Linked DNA regions of Canis lupus: region 1 is linked to region 2. A link is a contact called in public Hi-C data. All regions are on one chromosome and are shown on one strand. The core of a region is the stretch at or near the end of the contact, and the rest is flanking DNA. Distances in the headings are between cores, read along the strand shown. Region 1 overlaps C1H9orf3 (aminopeptidase O). Region 2 overlaps C1H9orf3 (aminopeptidase O).

Region 1 (4,541 bases), core at 436-2,935, 120 kb after region 2:
CATCTAGCCTCCCTTCTGGGCCTCCTCAGAAAGTTCCCGAATACCCCTATACCACCTTCTCAAATTATTTAGTTAGGGTGGAAAATTCTTATACTCTGATAGTCTCTCTAGTAAGACAGATACATCTTATCAAGTATTGTTCTTATCATAATAGAAGCTGCCACAAGATCCAAATAGACATGTTCATGTCCAAAACAGGACTGAAATTTTCTTTAAAGATAACTGTATTTTTTTCTAGGTATGAAAAGGACTTGGAATGGGTCACTTTTCAAATCATAAGAGGCAGTTTAAAATTTAGTTTTGAAAATTCTTCTAACTAAAGAGGGTTAAAACAATTGCCTTTGATTTTCTCATTTATCACATTTTTAAAATAAAACTGTCCTATGAATAGTTTTGAAGATTCTATCTTCCAAAGGAGGAAGACTGAAGAGGAAAAAGGAAGAACATGATACAATCAGTCCATGGAGGGGGGGCACTGTTTACACCAAACCTGTGATTAACTTTGCTAATTATTTTGGAAAATCATTCTTATAAAAAAAAAATTAAGAGAAGAAAATTAAGATACTATAGTCATTTTTACACATCAATCATGCTCAAGAATAGTCAATTAAATACAAAATGTATGGAACATCACAGTTTTATCCTTAGGGGAGTCTTGGAAATACTCATAAAACACATTATAAGAATACACCATTCATAACCCTTCTGCTTCTACAGAGGCAAAAGCAGATTATTTATCTTTGCAAAGTTTTTTTTTTAGATTTTATTTATTTATTCATGAGAGACACAGAGAGAGAGAGAGGCAGAGACATAGGCAGAGGGAGAAGCAGGCTCCATGCAGGGAGCCTGACGTGGGACTCGAACCCGGGACTCCAGGATCACGCCCTGGGCTGAAGGCGTTGCTAAACCACTGAGCCACCCGGGCTGCCCATATCTTTGTAAAGTTAAACATCTCACAGAATCTTCTGTATTTAAAAAGTTATTGCTTTCCCTGGAAATTAAAACAGGCACTTAAATTCTTCCTATTAAGCATTTACTTTATCTTTTAAACTCTTGCACTGTACATTAGACAAGTAACATTCAGTTGGAAACATTGGATTGATACATGCTTTTATTTAACATATCAGATTTCTTTCCCCAATTCTTCTGTCATCCCTGCTCATTTTCTACTTCACCATGGACTCTTTCTCTAGCCAGTCTTCTTAATTTCAGAGCTTCTTGCTCAAAGTGTCCCCTACATCAAGCTATTTCATTATTTTGGAATGTCTGTATCACAAATTAAAGATGTTTAAGATGAATAAGAACATGCATATATATGTGTGTGTTTATATATGTACATAGATGTGTATATTTATACACATGTATCGATAGTCGCACCATACACAAGGTGTATGTTTTATACATTTTGTGTATTTTTAAAATAATAATAGATACATTAAAAAAAGAAAGGAAAGGTCCCAGTTTGGGTTGCTCTTCCTCTCTTGGCTTCCTTGCCCAGTGCTTGGGTCTCTTCAGCAAACCCCAGCCCTTTCTCTTTCACTACTTTGTGTGGCTGAGTCTACACTTCTAGTTTTATGAGTTAGTGCCACCCTCTTGAGTACCCACAGCGTGACAGTCTTTCGTTAGTTCTTCTCTGCTGTTGCTCAAGGGCGGGAACGGGCACCAGAACAAATATGCACCGGCAGTGCCTAACCAGGGACATGTGTCAGGTCATGCTGCCGCTTCTCAAGTACCGATGCCACCCCGCAGGGCTTGGGCTTTGCTTCCCAGTAACATGGTCCTGCCTGCAGCACAGGAAACCCAGAAGAGAATGACCTTCCAAGATCATTCTTGTGAACCAGGTGAGAGAGCGCCACCTACCGAAGGGAGAACACAAGCACCTCCGTAGGTTTTGAGGTTTTTCCCTAATGGCTGATGTCACTGAAGGCTAATAATACACTGCACCAGGCTTGTTATTCCAAGTCTCAGCCACCACTCTGACTTGTGACACAGATTACCTAGTCCCAGGTAGAGAGTGGGCCTGCAAGCCAGACACCAAATCATACTGCTCCCGATGGTCACAGGTATGCTCGAGTACTATGAACGTCAAGCCTGAGACAAAATCCAAGGCAAAAAGATTTGGAACACACCTGCTATAATCATCATTACCCAAGATGATCCACCATAAGGAAGGTAAGCAAGAAGGAGTCAAAAAGCGAATCACAAACCGACAAAGATTTGGAAAGTGCTAAGGCATGACCTTATGGGGGATGTAACTGAGCAGAACAGTGTCTCAGTCACCATTGGCTTTCTTTAAAAAAAAAAAAAAAAAGATTTTATTTATTTATTCAGGAAAGACAGAGAGAGAGAGAGAGAGAGGAAGAGACACAGGCAGAGAGAGAGGCAGGCTCCATGCAGGGAGCCCGATGTGGGACTCGATCCCAGGACTCCAGGATCATGCCCTGAGCCCAAGGCAGATGCTCAACCGCTGAGCCACCCAGGGATCCCCCACAATTAGCTTTCTTTTCTTTTTTTTTTAAGATTTTATTTATTTATTCTTGAGAGACAGAGAGAGAGAGAGACAGAGAGGCAGAGTCACAGGCAGAGGGAGAAGCAAGCTCCACGCAGGGAGCCCAGTGTGGGACTCGATCCCGGATCTCCAGGATCAGTCCCTGGGCTGAAGGCAGCACTAAACCACTGAGCCACCCGGGCTGCCCACGATTACCTTTCTAAAGAGAAAAGATAAATGCATTCACTCCAAACTCCTACCCCTTGAAACATGTGTACTAGCTCAGAATAAAGTTTCCCCAGTTCTGGAAACAAGGAGCTTTCTCTATTTTGCATTCTATCTTTGTGATGAAACTCTTAATCATAATCATTCCTAAATGTCTTTCACGTTACCATTTCCTTATACGTAATTCTTGCTTGCACACTGTGGGAGCAGCCTAAATAGTATTGCTCATTTTGAGCCACCAAGAGGGAAGAAAGTTGGCTTTCAACTGCACATAGAAGGGTCTGGACCCTGAAATCTTGGCTTCTTCCTGGAATTTCCCACACAACGTCAAGAGAGAGAATGTCAGAGAGTTGGTCTACTGGGCAAGCCAGAGTAGCATTTTGCCCAGAATGAAGTAATGTCTACAGTCTTTTACTTTTGCACAGAAAAATGAAATCAGATACGATGTGAGGGCACATATAGTTTTTAACACTTTTCACTTGTTCATATGCTGCTTCTCTTACATTTTTAAGGACCTCAAGTTAGTTTTGTTCATTTACTTGAGCCTTTCCATGAAAAAGAAGTGGTATGTTTTATTTTTCTAGGAAGTAAAAATACACTAAATTAGACCCTGCAAAAATAAAATAAAACTAAACAAAAGAATTGCCAAACAGGGAAAAATAAGAATGTAGTATGCCAGTTTTTTCTTTTAAAATCTATTGAGCCTGGAGAAAAGGCATAAACTCTATAAACAGAAGCATAACTAAAGAAATGACCCCAAAATCATTTTTGTTACTATTCAGTAGTGCTTTTAAGTGCTCCTACCATGAACATATTATGTCTATCTATCAAAAGACATTTATTCAACCAAGTATCAAGTACCTCTTATATACAAAGCACTTTTTTGGGTGTGGGGTCTCTGTGAGGTACATTTTGGCAGGGAATATAGGCCGATGATAACACACAGGATAACATTTCTGCTTGCCTGAATGAAATTCTGTTAAGGAAGTTAAATAATAAAGAGTCAAACAACTCAGTCTAAATCTATAGCTTTGATGTAGCCTTCTTGAAAAAAGATTGGTAACTTCTAAGCTAATAAAATTCTTATGATGGTCACCAAGCGACAGTCTAAACCATTAGCCTTATTTTAAAAACAGCTAGGAGGAATGATTTCTCTCATGTAGCAGGGACTCAGAGGTCTGTCTTCTGATTTCTATCCCCTGCCCAAGAGCTGCACTCATTTCTGTCGCTGGTATCTGATTATGCTGCTCCCAGGTGCTTTGCTTCTTTCGGGAAATCAGCTGGTGCCTGGCAAATGTGCTAATCACTAGATGTGTCATTGTGATGTAAACTGTGACTTGTGGGTCAGTTTTGTGAAGAGCTCATCCTTTTAAAGGGCATTGTGCACAGTAGAGTGGAGGTCCTAGGAGACCAATCTACAATCGAGAAAACATAACTTGGAAAGGAAATAGTATCATCTTGTAGCCACATACCCTTTTACTCTAAGGAGCACAGAGACATTTGGAGACATTATTCCATCTTTAGGACAGCCATTTTGGGTCTGGCAAAGAGCTCTGTTTGCCCTCTTTCCTGGTTATCCTTTGAAAAATACTCAGCTGTGACTACAGGGGAACTGCAGTATTAGGCATAGAGTTTTTTCCTTGTCTAGCTCAATCCTCCTTCCATTCGAATTGGTAAAGTCTGCTCAATGACATCGCGTAAGTATAAGCAGCATGAATGTAAGCCCACGATATCACATAAATGTAAGTGGTATGAACATAAGCAAATCCCAATTAGCATCTGCTTCATTATAACTCTGCCCTGAATTGGTAATTCTGAAAAAAGATCC
Region 2 (4,567 bases), core at 191-2,690:
AGGTTTCCCAGAGACTCAGATAAAGGCCAAGTCTCTGGAAGACAAAGCTTTTCAAAGGTATCATCTCCTCTCTGTAGGTGCTTATACATTCACATGACATAACAAAATGAGGCAGGGGGTGGGGGGTGGGGGGAGTACCCACCCAGGTGTGCAAACAGCCCAGGGCTGGCACCAGCTGGGGAGATTTATCTAATCTCATTTTCTATACCTTGTTTTAAAACCCCAAATACCATGATTAGTACTGCATGGATGAAATGGGAGGAAGGGAGGCTGAAAAAAGAAGAGGCGGATGGAAAACCTCCCGCGCTTCCACCTTCTGCATTGCTCATTTATGCAGGACTTGTCTGCAGTTTTATTAATGAAGAATTTGCTCTCAAAACAAAAACAACAACAACAGAAAAATCGAAAAACAAAAAACAAAAACACCCCCCAAAACCTCTCCTCCATCAACTGAACAAGAACAGTTGTGAAACCTCCCAAATTAAGAAACCGTACACACTGGTTCCTTCCTTTAAAAGCCATTTGTTTGCTATCCTGTCGGCTCTGCACAAGCCAGGACTGCACGCAGCAGATCTGTCCTCCGCCCCCACGGCCACCAGGAGAGAAAACCCCACCTGTACTTTCCTTGCACAACATCGCCCCTTCAGCTCTCAGAGCTCAACTCAAATCGCAGGAGCCATGTGTGCCAAAATAGACAGCTTTCATGTGAAATAATAACAGGGCAGGCACGCAAACGAAAAGTGTCTGCCAGGCCCTCAGCGGAGTCCACCAGAAAGCCCAGGAATTGAAAGTGCACTTGGGGCATCCAGGACGGAGGGGCGGGGGCGGCTCAGAGCACTGGTTCAGAAAACAAAAAGAGGCAGGAAAGAGGGGAAGACCAGAGGGAGGATTGACGGGAGAGAGGGAGGGAGGGAGGGAGGAAGGAAGGAGGAAAGGAAGGAAGGAAAGGAGGAAGGAAGGGAGGAAGGAACTGAGAGGCCCAAGAGCTAACCTTCTTACTGAGAAAGTCTTCCCATGGAGAAGACAAACTGTGAAACCTGGCATTTTCGGAGTAAATGACCCCTTGCTCTGGCATGTGCAGCCCCACAAAGGAAAGCCACAGAAATGTACCAAGTAAATAACATTCCAGACATACTGCTGGCAGCGCTTCACCTTTTTGGCTAAAACAAAACAGAAGTAACTGCAGGCCTTGTAAACAGGCTCCAAGGCGAGCCTGTGTTGGATGGGTCTGTGGCCAGAGACACGGACGGTCCTCACGTAGCAGCGAGGACAGGACAGCCGTCTGTCCAATCCACCCAGGAGGGCTCCACAAGCGGAGGACTGAAATCCCAGCCAGACTGGCCATGGAGAAAAAGCCTGCTCTGTCCACGGTGACCACTTGCTGCTCGGTCCCGAGGTAGAAGCCCAGCCAAGGCCCGTTGGTGCAAATATCAAAGTCTAGAGAGCCTGAAGGAATGCACCAAAGCAGCTGCGTGGGGGCTGGGGGGCAGCTGTGCCTTTTCCTGCCCTTTAATCTTTTCCCTCCGATGGCCTTTGTTGTCTCCACCAGACCTCCTTCCCCACCTGCCAGGACTCCCCCAGGCCCGGCCCCAGTGCATCCCTGCTGGGCTCAGGACGCACGCTGGCACTGCTGGAATCCCACACTCCCACTTGCCATCCCCAGTCCCTTCTGCCTCGCCAGGAATAAATGTACTTCCTACTGTCTTCTGAGAAAGATCAAAGTCTAAATGTCCCCCTGGGTCAGAAGGAAAGGCATTTCACTTGATATAAGTGACCCTATTATCTGTGGACAACATGACCTTCTCCCTGAAAAGCAATTTTCCAGTTGAGAAGTAGGAAATCCTCTTGTAGTGGATGGAGTCCGCCCTCTGAGGTTGGGTTTTACCTGTGGGCTACTCTGGGGTCGTATTTCCCTATGAAGGAAATGGCCTCTTTCTTAAAGCTAAATTAAAAACATGGAGTCAGGTTTTGATAACCTTTCTCAAGGGCTGTTAAGAAAATTCTGACACACACGAAGCAATAGCATTTACTTTTAAGGAGACTTTCCTCCTCTCCTTTCGACCCTAAATGTCAGAATTCCTCGTGTCAAGTAGGATTTTTTACATTGTTGTGTTTTTGTTTTTTTTTTTTCAAAAGGGAGTGGGGAAAAGTCTAATGCTCTTAAGCTCACTTCAAGGAGTAATAGTAAATACTCCTTTACCAACAGATAATCTACTTCCTGCCCACCTTTATTATAGAATGGATGTTTAGAATTTTCTACTTCTACCTTAACCTTGATTTATAAGTTTCACCCCTGGGTTCCTCACACATTCCCACGTTCTCAGAGCCTTATTCATGGTTCTAATCAGCCAGCAGGTCATCCGTCTTCACTCTGACAAGGCCCATTTGAAAACAGGTTTTCTTGTTTTCCTCTGAAAGGGTCTGTGTCAGCTGCCTCTACAAATGCCAAGTTATCAATTCATCATGGCAGAGGATGGAAGATAATCACTTCAATGATGCCTTCATCCTAAATACAATTTTGGGTTTGTTTGTTTTTTAATTCACAGAATTTATCGCTTTTCCCAAAGAAGAGATGGATGAGAAAGTAATACTTTCAACTCTCAGAAAGCACAAGCCCCCTGGTTCGGATTCTCTATCATAAATTTCTCTTTCGCCACAAGTGGTGGAGGAGGACAGTGGGCTGAGCAGGAGGGCAGCAAAGAGCAAGGGCGGGACACGTGTTCTCATTCTTTCCCAGGAGACCACCAGCGGGGCTGCTCCCTTCAGAGGAGGCCACATGGTGTTGCATGTCTGCTGCCTTGCCCCCTTGAGATTAAAAATATCATTTCTGGCCTGAAAACAGCATCTCAAGACTGTTCCTAAAAGCTACCTCCCCACCCAGATCAGAAGGCTGTGTCTGTTAATTTAAAACATGCTTCTAGCAGAGGAGGAAGGAGTGCCTTCATTACTCTCAAGAGCCGCTCCAATCCTTCAGGAGGAATTCAATTTAGAGCGGAAATGGAGAATTTCATCAGATCTTAAGCAGGGGCTGTTCTGTGATTTATTTCATCTTTGTCCAGGGAGACGTGACCAGCGTGGTCCATCTTGCTGCCCAGGGAGAGGTACTGCACTTACAGCGGCAGCTCCATGCTGCTGCCTCAGAGCAGGCTGGGGTAGCGAGGGAGGGACCAGGAGGGCAGGAAATAGCTTTTGGTTAAGGACAAGGAGAACCCCAGGCCACTCCTCCCACTATACTGGAGCTGATCCCAATCCCTGGAGGGAGCAGATTCACTTTTTATAAAGATCCTCGGGAAGTGCATCTAGGAAACGCACTTAGACTCCTCAAGCTTGAAGTTCTTAGTGATTCAAAGTTTTTCACAATCTCTTAACAGCATATGGACACCGACATCCCATTATGGAGAGGAAGGAAGAGCCAGGGAAGAGGGAGACAGAGGCTCCTCTCCTTCCAAAGTCAAACTAGATTGTTTTAAGGGCCTCATATCACATGAAAGCAACCTTTGCTTGCATGACTTAATTACTTGCTAATTTAATTTGGACAACTAAAAGTAGACTCATAGTAGCCTGAGGCAATCTTCAATGGAGGACAACTCTTAGGTACCACTCCCTAAGATTCAGAATGTGTTTGCTCTTTCATTCTTAAGATGTGATGTGATACATGCCAAACACTTCAACCAATGTGTCTGCAAAACCAAAATGCTCAACCTGGGACCCCTCTTCTCCGCAATGAAATTTTGTATTTCCCTCTCTTGCATGCAGTCTAATGCAGGGGATGCATGTGTGGTCCCAAGGGCAAAGTGGTGGTCCAGATGACCTGGATGGGTCCCTGCTCCCATCTGGCTCTGAGACTGCTCAGGAGGAACTAGTTACATTCCATTTGCCCATCTGGCATCCCAGTGGCCACACAGGGTAGTCTGTAAACTGGTGTCATAGCAGACGAGGGGATGTTCTTTTGGGGATATGGACTTTGAGGAGCTTGAGGTAGAAACCAGTTCTAAAAACTTGAAGAAAACTTACTACATCTGGTCAACACTGGGATCTAGGTTTGAGAGAAAAGGCTAGGATTAGTATAAGTTTTCCGGTAAAAATTCTGAATGGCAAATAGGCAGTAAAACATCTAGTCATTTATCTAAATGGATTTTGGCCGAAACTGTCAACAGTGACTAAGAGAATGCCCAGGGCCACATCCCAGAGACTTCTACCAAAAACACATCTTCCTTCTAGACTCCTTTGCTTGAGTGTCTGCTGTGTGCTAGGCACTGTATGTTATATACATTGTCTCATTTGACCTACCTCATGACCTCAGGAGATAGATTTTATTATTACCCCAATTTTATAGATTTTAAAAGTGAAGTAGAGAAAGGTACAGTGGCTAGCTCAGTGTCACATAGCTGAAAGGTAATGGAGTATTTCTACTCACACCATCTTGATACTGAAGACTTACTCCGACCCACTCTCCTGGGGTCATTGGGTATAGACCTATAACTTCTGGGCTCCCATCCCTGTGCCACCTCAAGCCCTGTGGCACAATGATGCCCTTGCCAGGGCTCCATCTTCAGAGTCCACTCAA

Evidence for each region. Hi-C and Micro-C count contacts between places; a contact is called where the count stands out from the background.
Region 1: a contact with region 2 is called in a Hi-C map of skin fibroblasts, with 1.7 times the contacts expected there. The contact joins two enhancer-like sites.

What each region holds. Positions count from the first base shown.
Region 1 is chr1:72,528,721-72,533,261 of UU_Cfam_GSD_1.0, forward strand. The region is part of intron 3 of C1H9orf3 (aminopeptidase O); the gene reads right to left. Among named protein-coding and RNA genes, the nearest start is that of C1H9orf3, 65 kb to the right of the region's middle. Within about 2 kb of position 1,686, at least 4 of the 20 cell types and tissues checked have an H3K27ac peak or open chromatin away from gene starts, as enhancers often do.
Region 2 is chr1:72,408,416-72,412,982 of UU_Cfam_GSD_1.0, forward strand. All of the region lies in intron 5 of C1H9orf3 (aminopeptidase O), which reads right to left. Among named protein-coding and RNA genes, the nearest start is that of MIR23B, 150 kb to the left of the region's middle. Within about 2 kb of position 1,441, at least 8 of the 20 cell types and tissues checked have an H3K27ac peak or open chromatin away from gene starts, as enhancers often do.